Regions from separate parts of the Mus musculus genome. Here region 2 is linked to region 1. Evidence: chromatin contacts called from public promoter capture Hi-C data. All regions are on one chromosome and are shown on one strand. The core of a region is the stretch at or near the end of the contact, and the rest is flanking DNA. Distances in the headings are between cores, read along the strand shown. Region 1 overlaps 4430402I18Rik (RIKEN cDNA 4430402I18 gene). Region 2 holds the start of Rln1 (relaxin 1).

Region 1 (7,817 bases), core at 2,317-4,816:
TGCTTGCATTCAGTGTAACAGGAAGGATGGCACCGCTTTTACAGGCTGCACCAGTGACCTTCAGTGGCAGGGCTTAAATTAACTCTCAGATGGGAGGAAGCACTTCCCCTCTCAGCCCCACACTCTGTCAGTGCTCAGCTGGGATCTGTCACTCTGCACTCAGAACACTGGCCTGAGTTAGCATAAAACCCTCTACAGTCCCTTAAAGGCACAAACCATTAAGCCTAACACAGGGAATGCCAGTGTGAGAACATGGCAAATCAGTCCTACCAGGAGGTAACAGAGGGGACCATCACTAGCCCTGTCGAGACTTAGAACTCCGGGCAAGCTGCTATGCCCTTTACTAGGGACAGAATCACACATTCCAATCACTGTCTATCAGTGTGTAGTCTAGAGACCTCAGTGGGGGACAGGGGTCCCTTCAAGACCTTTTACAAAACCTCCCAATTAAAGCTTGCATTCATAATTACACTAAGACATGATTTATTCCTCTCAGTCTTATCCTCCCATAGTCTAACAAAAAGCCACCACAACACATCATAACATAACTGGTCTAATGGTTAGTAACTTCTCTGCTGGTGTACTACATCTTGTAATTACTCAACTCCAATTTCAAACATGCTAAATGTCGATAGCCATCATCCACACCAACCGAAGCTCTTTTAAAGTCCCCAGTATCATTTACAAATGCATAAGATCCTGAAATCCACAGCACTAAAGACAGTTAGCTACCTTAGTCTAACTGCTTCAGAGAGCTGGCTCCCCCCTCACTAACACAGAATCTGGTCAGCGAGTGTCGTGAGTCTCTTGTTCCTTCCCCTCAGAAAGAAACAGCAAAACAAATATATTCGCTAACTGTTAGAGCTGCCTGTGTAGAGTTTACAGGAGGGCAAGCTGCGGTCTGCTTTGCCAGCCTAGCCAGGGGCTGTAGCCACATGTGGTTAGTCACACCCTCCAGCTCTGTCCCCTTCAAGTATCCAGGGACAACTTGAAAACAAACTGCTTCTTAGTTCTTCTGCCCCACATGAATGCCATAGCTAGAAAGACCTTGAGAATCAAGCCCACAGCTTCCAGAGTGACCTGGAGTTCCTCAGAGGGAAAGAGGCTTAGTGGAATGCAATGGTGCTCACTGGGGAATGTGAGTAACAAGAAACTCAAATACCTCTTTTCTTCGAAAGATCAAAGTTTATTAACTTAGGTTTTCTTCTGGACTTCTTCGAACAGTGCTCCAAATTATTTTCACCAAATGGGTTCCCACTGTCCACCTGAAAGTGAAGGAAGCACCAAGTTTCATCACCTACAGTCTCTTGGATCACTGTCTTATTACCCATGATGCCTTTCCACCTCGGTCAAAGAGAGTCTTGAAAAATAATCTAATTCGCAGTCTCCACGTATGTTACATTTACTCCACAGAAGAAACTGTCCACCATCTCCACGGAGGCTAGATATGAGGGCGTGTCAACGGTGAGCAAAGAGAACTGAAGCTAGACACAAGACACGTTCTCAGAACTGGTAATGATGAAAAGACAGTGCCCAAAGTTTCTGCCTCCTGCATGCTGTGACTACAGGTGTGAGCCACCAATCCAGCCTGGAGTCCTTTGAACTGGACAGAGTATTCCAGAAATCAAGAGATTGGCTAGATTCCCTTCCAGTCTGCTGTCTAGATTCTTTTAAAACACAATAGCACTAACTACTCTCTTACTTAAAGTGACAGACCACATTTTCCTAAAACAAAATTGGTAAACACAATCTGCGAAAGCAGATCAAAATACTTCAAAAGGAGATTCCTCTGCGGCATAAAGCTAGACTTTGAAGGTTTTGTTTATTTTATTGGTGAGGCAGTCTACAATGCTAATTTTTATTGTTATGTCAAGAAATAGACTGAAATTTTCTAATTTAAAGTTTTTAAACGTGTATGAGTGTTTTGTTTGCATGTATGTCTATGTACCACATGTGTATTGGTGCCCAAAGAAGCCAGAAGAAGATATCAGATGCCCTGGAACGGGAGTTATAAACAGGAGCTGCTCTGCGGATGCCGGGAATAGAATCTGGGTCCTCAGGACCAACAGTCAATGCTCTTAACTGCTGAGCCACCTCTTCAGACCCAAGTTCTTAAGCTTTAATGTCTCACATATGACCAGGAAATCTAAGTAATCAAGTATACAAAATGACCTGTAAACAAGTAAACATATCATGAAAATGTCAAGTTTTCATTCCCTAAGACATCTAGCCAATTTTTTGAAGATTAATTTATCCACAGTGTTGGGGACTGCATTTTATAGCCATTTATATGGAATAGAATAAGCTACATTGTCAAAAAAGATGCAAGCTATTAGCACTTCTATGGGGCCATGTTTAATGGCAGGTTGCTACATCCTTACCAAGGCCACCATAAAGAAACCAGCCATACAATAATTCTGTGTTTATGAAGAGTCCTTATTTGTAAATTAGCCGGTCCATATTTTCTAGCCAGAAAGCTCAATCTACCTACAAGCAAGCTACATTCAACATCTCATCAGCACCTTGGCTGAGACAAACCCTAACTCACAGCCTCTATCAGATGGACAGTCATCCTTCCTAGAAATTTTAAGTCAAGATGTTCATTTAGCATTTTATCAATTGCAAATATTCTGAAGATAATAATTGCAATTTGTGATGGAGATCACCAAGAATAACAAAAAATATTAACTCGAATGTATCTATATAACAGTATAATTATAGCTTTGTGGAAAACAAAGGCTATGTATACAAAAACTGAAGAAAAGGAATCAAATTAATGATCTGTGGCTGGTGTTTGTGTGTGTGTGTATGTTTGTGAGTATGTTATGTCTGTGTGTATGTTTGTGTGTGTGTGTGTGTGTGTGTGTGTGTGTGTGTGTGTGTGTGTGTGTATGAAACTCAGTAGCTCAAATTTTCCTAGACATACTATGTAGCCCAAGCTATAGCTTCAAACTCATGGTGGTTCTCCTGCCTCAGCCTCCAAAGTGCAGAGATCAGAAGGGCACATCACCACACCTGACTTTAGATTTTCTTTTTATTACATTGATGAGCCAATGTGTAAACTCATCTTGGATGTCTCTATTTTATAATACAGTAATCAAAAGCAATCTTTTAAGACAACGAAGATTACAGTGACTAGTGATAGCCACTGTTACTGGTGACTGAGGCTCAGAGTTTCTGAGGCCAGTCACTGCTTCCTTCACACCTCCCATGCTGAAATCCTGTCCCTGTTCAACATTTGGCTACTGAGCACCCATCTCATTGAGAAAGTGAAAAGTGTTTCTTATAACTGGATGGAGCTTCAGTTTCAATGGATGTACTGTATCAGCCAGCCTTGGGCTGACATCTTCAGTTCCCGGCAGCTCCCACTCTTCTGAGTACTGCTGAGCTATCATCTACATTCGTCATACTCTATTAATAATGTTCAAAATTTAAAAATGGGCTGATTGACATTTACTGAGCAAGTTCTCTCTGAAATGCCTTCACAGGCACTTCCTAACAACAACACTGGAAAATGAACATAATTTAATGGCAGTTATTATTCATTTGACTTCTCTCTCTTCAGTTACTACTGCCCACTTGTTTGCACGGCTCAACAATTCTTTCTCCCACTCCTCTCCACATCCTCATGCAGGAAGTTACTCTGACAAAAATTAAATTTACTTTAAGCTCACATGTCTAACCACAAATGGAGGTTTCCTTTCTCCCGGGAACTTGAAGCTTTTCCCATGGTTGCGTTGAGTCGGCCGATGGAGATGAAGACGTTGAGGGGAGGGTAACCGGGACTGTGTCCCTTTGGGGAGTTGGTCAGAATCTTTTTCCTTTGGCTTCTTTTTCCTGTTAGTTGCCTGGACTCTCTGTCCGTGAGATTTTGAGACAGATCTTTCCAATCTACACCTTTCTTCCTGAGAGCAGAAAGCAAACAAACAAATAACAAACAAAGAAAGATTTGCTGTTCTGCTTCGTTTTGTTTCCCAGTGTTGGGAATCAAGCCTAAGGCTTTTGGGAAGGGGGGAAGGCACTCTACCTAGGAGCTATACCTCCAGTCAAAAATATCCTTTTGATTAAAAAACAAAGAAAATTCAGTCAGGACTATAACTGTCATTAGTTGAACATTTAAAAACTAAGGGGGCCTGGAGAGATGGCTCAGAGTTTAAGAGCACTGACTGTTCTTCCAGAGGTCCTGAGTTCAATTCCCAGCAACTACATGGTGACTCACAGCCATCTGTAATGGGATCTGATGACCTCTTCTGCTGTGTCTGAAGACAGCTACAATATATTCATATAAATAAAATAAATAAATCTATTAAAAAATAAAAACTAAGATAGAAGACTGCTCCAAATTTATAAAACAAACCTTTAAAGAAGGGTATTTCTCTATTAATCTACCATTTAGCTTAACTTAATTAGTACGGGTAACTGTCTAAAATCAAATGTTTTAAATAATAACAGGGAAGTTTATTTGTATTAGGGAAATTTTTGAAAAAGGCAGATAGAAACCAACATCCCCCAAGCACAGGCAGACAATAGACCCGGAGAAATGTGGGAGGCGCATGCATATACATGGATCCATTCATTTCACTTAAAAGCAATCAAGCATTGCTGTGCATACAGCAATGAAAGCATTTCTAATAGCTGTTTAGAGTCAGGGTCTCACCATGTAGCCCAGACTTGCCCTTCAACCTGTAAGCAAGTTTCCACCTTGGCTTCCCAAGTGCTAGGATCATAGGTATGTGTCACCCTGACTGGCTTAAAATGGTTTCAAAAATTAAAGCTAGCTGTCATGGTGAATCAGCAAGCACCTGCATTGAAACCCCACCTTAACCCAGATCAAGGACTCTGTTAGGCTCCTTTTTATTCTCCCAGCCGTTCTGTCTGGTGTGTCTGTGATGTGGGAGGTGGGGAGTGGGGGGGGGGTACTAGTAGTCTCATATTCTGGTTTTGACATTGTCACTTAACCATCAGCCTCCACTTGAACATCACCATTCTGAACACACAGCAAACATACACTAATGTGACGGCCTAAGCAAATGGTCTGATCACAGAAAACAAACTGAGCACAAACTACCCAGGTTATTGTATGTTCAGTTCCATTTAAATTTAGCTGACTTCAGATTAACAGCCTTTAAATTGGGGTGGGGCTACAGCGGAGTGGGGTGGGCTCCTGTCATTTCTATCATAGCCCTCTTTATTATACTTACACAAATGAATCTGTTTTTACACGGGAACACACATTCTAGGATGGCTGTCCTTGTAGAAAACTCTATTTTGGGAGCAATGCCCTAAAAATAAGGCAGCATAAAGAGAAGCAAATAAAATTACTGGAAACAATTCGCTTGCCCATCTCATCTCCACCGGAAAGCTGCCAAGAACCCAAGTGTCCTGTAGTCAGCATACTCTGAATACATTTAAAAAAAAAAAAAAGAAGAAGAAAATAAATCAAAAGCTAAACCAGCAGTTCTTGGCCTGTGGGTTAAGGTGTCGCATATCAGATATTTACAGAGTGATTCATAACAGTAGCAAAGTTGCTGTTATGAAGGAACAATGAAATAATAGGAGAGTTGGGAACCACTGGGCTAAACACCTATATAACGTATACTCTATACTGAGCGGAGGTTTAAGTCAACGGAACATACTCCTAACACAGGCCTGTGAAGTGGGTTCTAATACAATGTTCACTTGGGCGAGAGTGATCCTGGACATGGGCTAGCAGTGGCAGAGCTGGTCATTGAGGACATCTGGGTAGCAGTGTCTATGCTATTAGCTACTCTAGCTAAAAGAGGGTCTTCTTCCCTATCTGCTGGCCTTGGCAAGCTTATATAAAGCATTTATATTCATCAGACCTATTCTTAGCTACTAGATGTCTATTTTGGTGTGGTGCTTTATCATCTCGATGACTGATGAGATTTAAAATGAGATAAAACAACAATGTATAGAAATACAGAGGAAAGAAAAAAAAAAAGCTGGGTGGAGGTTGTGCATGCCTTTAATCCCGGCACTTGGGAGACAGAGGCAGGCGCATCTGTGACTTCAAGAGGCACCTGGGTACAGAGCAAATTCTAGGACAGCCAAGACTACACAGGGAAACCCTGTTGCTAAAAACCAAAAAGAAAAAGAAAAAAAAAGAAAGGAAGAAAGAGAAAAAAAGAAAGGAAGAGAAAAACCTAATTGTTACTGAACTGAGAAGAGAGAGTAGGCAGGTGAAGGGTTTGCCTGGCTATACAATTCATTCACCCTCATTTCATTTTCTACAGTAGTAATAAAAACCAGAAGCAGTACACTGAAAAATATCTAAGAGATGTTTACAGCTAAGAACATAAAGCCGATGCACAAGAATTCCTGCTCTGCCACCCACCAGCTCCGTGAGCCCAGGGAACATTCCTGAAGTACAGCACACCCCCCTCCACTGGAGGGGGAAACAGCTGTCCCTTCCTGGATGACAGGTGACAGAACAAGATATGCCATGCCGTGAGCTCGGCATGCACCAGGCATGAGCATCAACTGTTCCTGGAGCTTTGGCAATGGCTTTGACTTTGATTTGTGAAATGTTTCAGAGGAACTGGATCTCTCTATCTTTTTTTTTTTTTTTTTGTAACAAATTGTTGATGGAGTTTGATGAAGCCAATTACAGGAACTGATATTTTTTCATCTGCTGCATGAGGGTTCTCTGATGCATGTTAAAGCCAGCACCTCCATTTATAAATAACTACAAATGCAATTTCTTACAGGTTAGTCTTTCTATTCATGCCCAGAGCACTCACCACATGACACTTGGGGACAAAAATAAGTGTTTCCCCTTGTCTGAAGGTGGCTTTTATTTAACTGGGAATTTGAGGAAGACAAAATTAGTCCAAGGGTTTCCTCAGGCTGGCTCTCCTGAACTTTTATTCCCTGTGACATTCTGAAGGGCAGCATGCCAATAACTTGAAGCAATAAAGGCGAGCATATCATAGGAACCCCTGGCTTAAGTGACACATGAAGATGACGCTGGAGAAAGAAAAAAGTCATTTCCTGACTATTTGCCAAACCCTGAAAGATAACAGGGAGGGCTTAAAGTTACAGGCATTTGGAATTCTGATTAGGACAAGGTTTGATGCCTATGTTTGGAGTATCAGTCTCCAGAAGCAATTGCAGGCATTGAGGTTCTTCTGATCATAGTCTGAACAGCCCAGGGATAGAGTGGGACAGGGACCCCTCACCACATGATCACAGTAGGAAAGCATAGTGCAGAAGTGGAAAGCTTAAGTAGTAATTGTACTTTTTATAATCCCCAAAGATGTGGCTCTTTAAGTGGATGTCATCCAAGAGCATAAAATTCCACTTAAAAAGAAGTGGTTGTTTCAAAGATAGAAATCATAGACCATAAAATCAAAATGACTGTGTTGAATTTGAGATCGAATAAATGCCTCCAAACAGATTATCAGTTGACTATATGCTGCCCCATGCCTGGTTCCCCAGTGATTCCAGCCTCTAACAGTTCTCCTCCAATAAAAGAACAGAGTATCAGCTTTGTCTAATTTGAAAATTGTTAGGAAGAGAGTGATTAAAAATGTAGGTTACCTGGAGGTGATGGCACACATTTTTAATCCCAGTGCTTGGGAGGTGCAGGTAAGTGGATCTCTGTGAGTTTGGGGCCAGCCTGGTCTACAGAGCTAGCTCCAGAATAGCCAAGGCTACACATTCTTAAAAACTGTGGAATGTTGAAGGCATAAAACAAATGTAAGATAATATTATTGCTGTTGTTACTCTAATTACCGATAACAGCTATGACCAAACGAATCTTCCTGTCAATCTGCAATAAATAAGAGGAGCGTTCT
Region 2 (7,817 bases), core at 2,020-4,519, 390 kb after region 1:
GTATCTTATTTAATTATTACTTTTTAATTTTACAAGTATGGCTGTTCTGCCTGAGTTTATGTTGCCTGCCACAAGCATGTGTGGTGCCTGCAGAGGCCAGAAGAGCCCACAGGATTTCTTAAGAGAGCATTGTATTAGCATTGTATGCATGCAGTGGTAAGGATGTATAATCATTTTAAATTAATATTATTCAAAAGCAATAAGACCATTAAAAGGACAAGATGAGTTTTGCATACAAATATTATTAACAGAACTACAATAATTCAAAGAACATTTCTTTTATATCAAAGGACAAATCCATATGTAAATTATGGTTTCTCAAATCCTAATAAATAAGAAAAGGGAACAGAAAGAGGCCATCAACCAGGTAGCAAGAATGCATGTGAACACTGGACTGGTGGTACACAATTAGCTCCGTATCAGCAATAGAGTTTAGCAATAGATCTTCTGCTACAACCGACGTGGCAACATTGCTGGCTCATCAATCCACCAGACTCCCTCTTTTTCCGTGAATGGGTATCTGATTGCAAGTATTTAAGCCCTGGAGGACTGCCGTCTTCTGCTTCACCCAGTTTATCATGGAGAGTTTTCTTAAAGCCTTCCAAGCTAACAACAGAATCGCTCAACACAGGTGCGTGTTGTAGCTCTGGGAGCGAGGCCTGAGCCTCAGACAGTACTGCCTTGAGCTCTTCAGACAAATTTGGAAGGCATTTCAGCGTCGTATCGAAAGGCTCTGCATCTTTGTTGATGAAGGATGGCACAACTTCTGTTAAGTTTAAAAAAGAAAAGTGAGTGGGGTAGGCAATATTCATGTCAAGGTGCATTTGGGAAAATACAGACATCTGTATAGAGAAAAGCATTTTGCCTGGATATAATTAAACACGGAACCGGGGTCAGAGAGTATTGAAAATCTCAGTGGTTTTGCTGGCTAGGCAGTTCAGACTGCTACGATCTTACCAAGGCTCTGTTTGCCCCATGTGGCTTCTTTCTGCAAGTGTCCTCATCTTGCTTTTATCACTGTAATTTTCACCCTTTGTCACTAAACTCTTATTTCTCTGCAATCACGCTGGCTATCAACAACACTATTTTTCATCTTTTCTAGCCCAATGTGGTGCCACACACCTTTAATCCTAGCATTTGGAGAGCAGAGGCAAGTGGACCTCCATGAGTTCAAAGCCAGCAGGTTTACAGAATTCCAGATTAGCCAGGACTATGTTAGAAAGATCCCATCTCAAAAAATAAAATAAAATAAAGTAACATAAAATAAAACAAAACCAACTCATTTACATGTTTTCTAACCTGAGTCATTTTCTTCATTGCCTTAGCACCATGAAAAAGTAGTCCTTGAAAACTATTTCCATGATTTTAGGAGTCCCAGAGTGTCAAGTTACTGCTTTAGGATAAAGTTTAAAAGACAGATATTTCCAGCAGCTCAGCTCTGACTAGAGAAGGATGGATGTCTCTGAACACTTACGGAGCAATCTTTCTTCCCTAGAGTGTTTGCTCCAAGTCAGTGGTATTGTATACTCAAGACAGAAACAGCCAAAAAGAACGCTTCCCAAACTGTGTGTTTCCCAGTGGTGCCTGGACCAATGTGCTGAGTGTGGTGTTTGCTCCCGTGCTGTGGGAAACCCTCTAGAACCAAGTGACCCCTTCCTTCTTTGTACACATTTACAGTTCAGCATTCACGGACTGTTTCCACCAGCAGTGTCAGTTAGGAGATTTACAGGAAAAAAAATTTTTTTTCTGCCTACAAAACTCTTTATAGTAACTCAGACCTTCCCCCTGCTCTTACCTATTCCAAATGCACAAATTTAGAGTGTTAGCAGACAAAAAAAACCTGGCAATGCTAATCAAGTTTAGATTACAGTGCAATAGCTCAGCTCTTGATGCCATTCTTCATGTCCAGCAGAACAGCGTGTCAGCTTACCAATCAGTCACTCCTCTGGAAAGAATGAAACCAAGGAATCCAAAAGGCACAGCCTAAGTGTGCAAGGGAGATACCAGGTTAGCCTTGGAGGCTTACCCTCCAGAGAAAGCCAAACCGTTCCCCTATACTGGGGTGCTCTGGGACAAAGATCCTTCCTAAGGGTCCCGTTGTCCTTTTAGCCAACAACCAACTTCAGCCGTTGGAATTTGGCACGGAAAGTGATGGCACTGTCACACCTGTTCATTCCAAGTCTAAACCAGTGACAGCAGGTGGCATTCTGTACCATTTTGTGTCTATCAGAAGTCCTGCCTTTTTCCTTCAGGAAGACATTCTAACTTTAACTCAGTTTACCAATCCCTCCTTGCTCTAAGATTTTGTCCAGTCAGAGTTTCATCGGCTGCCAAGCAAAGTTGATGTACTTAAAACCAGTAAGCAAAGGCCAGCTGTAGTCGGGGGTCAGAGTTAACTTACAAGCTTTTGTGCCTTGAAATTCCTTATTTACAACTATTTTTGAAATCCGTATGTTTGGTTTGTAGATAATAGACACAAATATAACATTTTAATCTAACTGAACTCATACAGGTATTCACTTTTTAATTACTAGATTTTGGATTCAAATGTTATTTTTATGACACTAATGAGTTTTCGGTCATGATAGTCTGCGTGCTAGCCCTTATTGATTTTCTTACATCCCCCCAACCTCTCAATTAAACTGCAAGCCCAGTTAAAAAAAAGATGCACAGCAAGGCTCCCTAGGTGATGTGTCTTACAAACAGGGAGCAGTAGTCCGCCCGGGCATACTCCACAGCCCAGATTTTGGCTCCCGTTAGGTCCTAGCTCCATTCCTAGTGTAAATGAAGCCCTTGCCTGCAGCATATCCAATTCCCTCTGATAGGTTTTCACTGAAACTCTGACCCAACCGAGCACGAGCACGTCAAACCTGAGGCTGGGGATCACAAACCTCCCCCGCCCCGGGGGGAGGCAGGGGACCTTTCCAATTGGTGGTCAGCCAATGGGAAGCATGAGAAGAAGGGGTGAGATGAGAAGGCGCTCACCAGTGGCTTGCCTGGCAAGCAGAGCTGGCTCCTCCTGGCTCAAAGCCAATCTTCCCACGGAGGCCCCGCAGATTTTGATCAATTCACGGGCATATTCACGGCCGCACATCCGAATGAATCCGTCCATCCACTCCTCCGAGACTCGCGTCCTGCAAGGCTGGCTCAGCAATAGCCAGAACCCCAGGAGCTGGAGCAAAAATCTGCTGGACATTCCGGTCTGGGCTGCTTCTGGGCGGCTCAGCCTTGGCGGGACTGGGCTCCTGCTGCTTCCCCAGTGCTCAATCCGGCTTTTATATCCCTTGGGAGCTCTCAGCACCAGTGTTGATGGTTCCAGCTCCACCCACTTCCCACCCTCAGCCTGCGTGGTATTGTCTTCTTGAGTCTCGTTCCCCTTACCCACCTTTCATTCATCACACCACCCTTCTGTCTTCTTTATTCTTGCCCCCAAACAACCTTATATCCCAAAATCACTTTGGATTTGAAGTTTTTTCTTAATTACAGAATAAGGCATGGCCCCTGGACTAAGTCACATCAGCAATAGAGACCACCTATCTTCTTACAAGCAAAGGCTTCCCAGCATGAACGTTTCTCTTGTTACCTTCTAACCCCACTAAGGTTATGGCTGCAATTGCTGGTAGGTCCGGTCATAGAAGACATAACGGGAGGAGGGTAAACTGTTAATTAAGAGGGAAACTGACTTTTCACCTGGAATGTGTTTTTTGTTTTGTTTTTGTTTGCTTTTGCTGACGTGAACCTTTTGTGATTTCTCTTAAGCAAATTCAGTACGGTTGTTTTAAAATCCTGTTGAGATTTGTAGGTTGGTTTTAGATCCTACAGTGGATATTCTGTTAGTCATAATGGAGAGAGAGAGAGAGAGAGAGAGAGAGAGAGAGAGAGAGAGAGAGAGAGAGTGTGTTTAATAGATAGAATCATAGTATCTGCACCATTTGACTTCCTTCCTGGCTACTTGTTTTCTGCGCACTTCGTTGCCTTATGGTTCATCCTAAAGTCTTTAGGACAATGGGGACCGAGAGCAGTAAGAGCCAATGCCCTTGTCTTGTTCTAAGTATCACAGGAAATGCTTTCAGGTTCTCCGCATCCGATATGATTGTAGGCTGCTGCTTGTTGTACACTCTTGATTATGTCAGGTAGCAACTTTCTTTCTGTAACTTGCTTTAAATAATGATACAGTGTTGACTTTTATCCAAAGGTTTACCTGCTTATATGGAGATAACTTTTACAGCTTTTGCAATTCATTCTGATGATATATTACATTTATTGATTTGCATATGGTAAACTACCCTTGCCTCTCGGACTCATCCACCTTCATCACCATGAATGATCTTTTTGATGGTTTAATATTTTGTTGAGTGGTTTTGTATCTATGTTTATCAATGACATTGGTTTATAGTTTTGTTTGTTGTGTCTCTGTTTCCTTTTGGTATGGAGCAATGCTGAACTGAGAGAATAAACTGATTCTTTGGAATACTTTGAGAATCTGGTAAGATTCAGCGACAGAGCCACCTGGGGCTGAACTTCTCTTTGTTGGGAGACTTGGTTACACATGCTCCATACTTGACTTAGTCTCTTCTGGTTGTCTATGTCGTCACGGGTCAATCTTGATAAGTTTATATCTAGAAATTTATCCATTTTTTTCTTTTCAAATTTTTAAATGAATTTGATTTATTAGACTGTCCATAGCATATAAAGCCCTTTTAGTTTTCTTCCTTTCTCTCTCTCTCTCTCTCTTTTCTTCCTTCCTTCCTTCCTTCCTTCCTTCCTTCCTTCCTTCCTTCCATCCTTCCTTTCTTTTAACGTTGTCCTCAATGAGGCAACTATAGTATTTTGTAGCAAACATAATTTAAAAACCAAAACTAAACAAACTCTCCTCAGTTGTGGTACCTCAGCTGTTAGTTATAACCAGATTAAAGACCTAAAACTCTACAATACATTAAAAAAAAGGCACTGGAAATTAAGCAAACATTCTTGACTCTAACTGGACGAAGTCTTACTAAAAAAACCTAAAATACAAAAAAAAAAAAAAAATTGTCTTGAGTTATTTGGCCTTGATCTTTGTCTGTAATTTTAGTCAGTTACATCTTCTCCTTTATTTTGTCTCAGTTGTTCTAACTAAAAGTTTCTCAGTTTTGTCCATCTTCTCCAGAACCAGCCCCTCATTTCAATTATAATTTAGTCTCTACTTACTTTTTGATATTGTTATTTGATATTGTTACTTTTTGAATTTGTTATTTTGGATTTGACCTGCCCTTGCCTTTTGGTCTTTGAAATACACAATTTGTCTGTTATTTGAAATCTCATCATTTTTCTTATTGCTATAAATTTCCCCTTGCTATTGACTTTTATTTACTTATTTTTTTAAAGATTTATTTATCCATTTTATGTGAGCACACTGTTGCTGTCCTCAGAAACACCAGAAGAGGGCATCTGATCCCATCACAGATGGCTATGTGGCTGCTGGGAATTGAACTCAGGACCTCTGGAAGAGCAGTCAGCGCTCCCAACCGCTGAGCCATCTCTCCAGCTGGCTATTGACTTTTTAAAAATTCCTTAACCTTTCTTGTGTTGTTTCCATCTCTGCAAGTTTTAAGAATTTTCTTCTTTTAGGCTCAAAGTTATTCTTTTACATAAATTGATTAAAGAGATACAAGAAAAGAGAGATACATTATGGCTTTTTGACCAATCATCAGACTAATATAGTATAATTTTTTAAATTATTAATTGTGGTAGGAGTCTATAGACAAGACTGAAAACAATTTTGATTTCCTTTGTTATTTCTTTAATGACTTAGTATTTACTCAGTATCAGTTGCTCAGTCTGTGTAGGTTAATACAATTTCTGATGTTCCTTTTATTCTCAATCTCTAGCTTTATTCCTTATGATCAGAAAGATACACGTGGTATGATTTTGATGTTCTAAAGTGTGCTCTTTTGCTTTGCTGTGCTCTATTGTAGAGAACGTGGGCGTGCGCATGAAAGGCGTGTGCACTCGGTAGCTGTTGGGTTGAAAAGTTCCACTAGTGTCTTCAGTGTGGGTTAGTTCGGGTGTTTCTTGGCATCTACATGTCTGTCCCCTGTTGAGAGGATGCTCAAGCCCCCACTCTGACTGCGCTCGAGATGTTCTCCCCTTTGTCTCTAATGTTTTATAGTGTTTTATAAATTGCATGCTATATCATGGGTCAGTGTTCATCTGTAATTGCTATGTCCTCTTGCTGAATGGGTCACTTTTCTTTGTCTCCTTCTGCAGTTTATCTCAGAGTGACTATTACCCTGTGCAAGTGTAGGTGCTCCTGTCTGCCACTGCTTTTCATTAGTGTGGAATGCTTTACTATCTCTGCCTAGTGTATGCCTACTGGTGAAGGGAATTTCCTGTGGACAGCATACTGTTGCTTTGGGCAATTTGCTGAGTTATTTATTTCTAAGATCATTGGACCTTCATATATATATATATATATATATATATATATATATATATATATCCACTTAGCCTGTATCTTGTTAGTTTCTGAAATAAATATTTTTCTTTTTATTTTGACAGCATGTTAATTTTATGTATTCTTATGGCTCAGTGTGACATTTCAGTTCATGTGTACAGCATGTACCAGGCAGACCCAGCCTTCCTTTGTCCATCCCTCCCCACCTTCTAGGTTTCCACATACATATCTAGTTTTGGTTTTGGAGGATTGTTTGTTTTGTTTTGTTTTACAACCTTACAGGCTACTTGGTGAGAAATAGCATAGAAGTAACCAAACCAGCCAAAAGTGCGATGGTGTATAAAACTAATCCTGATCTCTAAGCCTTGTTACACTGAGATTTGGGGATGAAGGATGACGCTAACTCATTCTGGATACGTATCCCAGGGCAACAGAATCATCATATCAAAGAGATGCCTGTGCACCCGGTGTGCCCAGTTCACAATAGTCAAGACACAGAATCAATAGTGGAATATTATATAGCCACCAAGAAAATATAATCCGATCACTTCATAGCATGGTGGATAGAACTGGAAGGAATTACATTAAATGAAACAGGCACAGAAAAAGAACGGCCATCTTTTTTTTTTTTTTTTCCTATAGAGAACTCAGTATTTTCTACCTGGGGGATTTAGTCCATTTACACTTAAATTTGATTTATTAATAATTAAAGACATATTCCTGTAACTTTCCTTCATTTTTTATTTGTGTCCTCTATTTTATTCTGTTGCCTTGGTTTAGTACATGGCTCGAGTGGACTTCAGCTTACTTTTGGGTTTCAGATGGGTCTTATTCTTTCAGTGTTCATACGGTGCTAGCTTGCTTTCTTTCATTTCTGGTTTGGACTCCACTAAGCATGTGATGGAAGTTGCTCTAGTGACCAGTTCCTGATCTTGCTTCTCTGGGGTCTTCATTGCTTTTCTCCTGCATTTCTGAATGGCAGCTTTGATGTGGACAATTTTCCTGCTTGTCAAGTGTTTTCTTTCAGAACACAGAATCAAACATTCCCTTCCCTCCTGGTCTGAAGACTTCTTGTAAGCAGATGTACTGATCGAGGCCAAGATGCGACTTCTTACTTTCCTCTTGAAGGTTTTAAAGTTCTTTCTTTTTAAAAGATTTTTAAAGGTTTATTTTTGTTATTATTACTATTACATGGATGTGGGGGTAGGTGGGCAAGTGATATGAATATAGATGCCTGTGGAGGCCAGAATGTGTCAGGTCCCCTGGAGCTGGGGTTACCTTGTCATTTTCACACTTGTGACTATGTATGCCACAGGGGAGTCAATTCTGACACTTCTATTTGGTATTCTATGTGCCTTCAATACCTACATGTCTATCTTTG

What was found. Promoter capture Hi-C pulls out the DNA fragments that hold promoters and counts their contacts.
Region 2: a contact with region 1 is called in a promoter capture Hi-C map of pre-B cells, with 3 times the contacts expected there. A contact is called at or near these places in 14 of 39 promoter capture datasets (the 3T3-L1 cell line, the C10 cell line, cranial neural crest and 10 more), 1 of 130 datasets of targeted methods (the NIH/3T3 cell line) and 1 of 9 other capture datasets (pancreatic islet).

The regions. Positions count from the first base shown.
Region 1 is chr19:28,940,550-28,948,366 of GRCm38.p6, forward strand. It overlaps 4430402I18Rik (RIKEN cDNA 4430402I18 gene), which reads right to left. Exons shown (of 14, transcript NM_001374140.1): 7 at 5,202-5,282; 8 at 3,675-3,905; 9 at 1,163-1,265. Among named protein-coding and RNA genes, the nearest start is that of Plpp6, 19 kb to the right of the region's middle.
Region 2 is chr19:29,331,401-29,339,217 of GRCm38.p6, forward strand. It overlaps Rln1 (relaxin 1), which reads right to left and starts at 3,270. Exons shown (of 2, transcript NM_011272.2): 1 at 2,986-3,270; 2 at 355-766. The coding sequence starts at 3,196. The coding sequence ends at 420. Gm52390 (a long non-coding RNA gene) reads left to right here and starts at 3,238. Exons shown (of 3, transcript XR_003952902.1): 1 at 3,238-3,350; 2 at 3,487-3,619.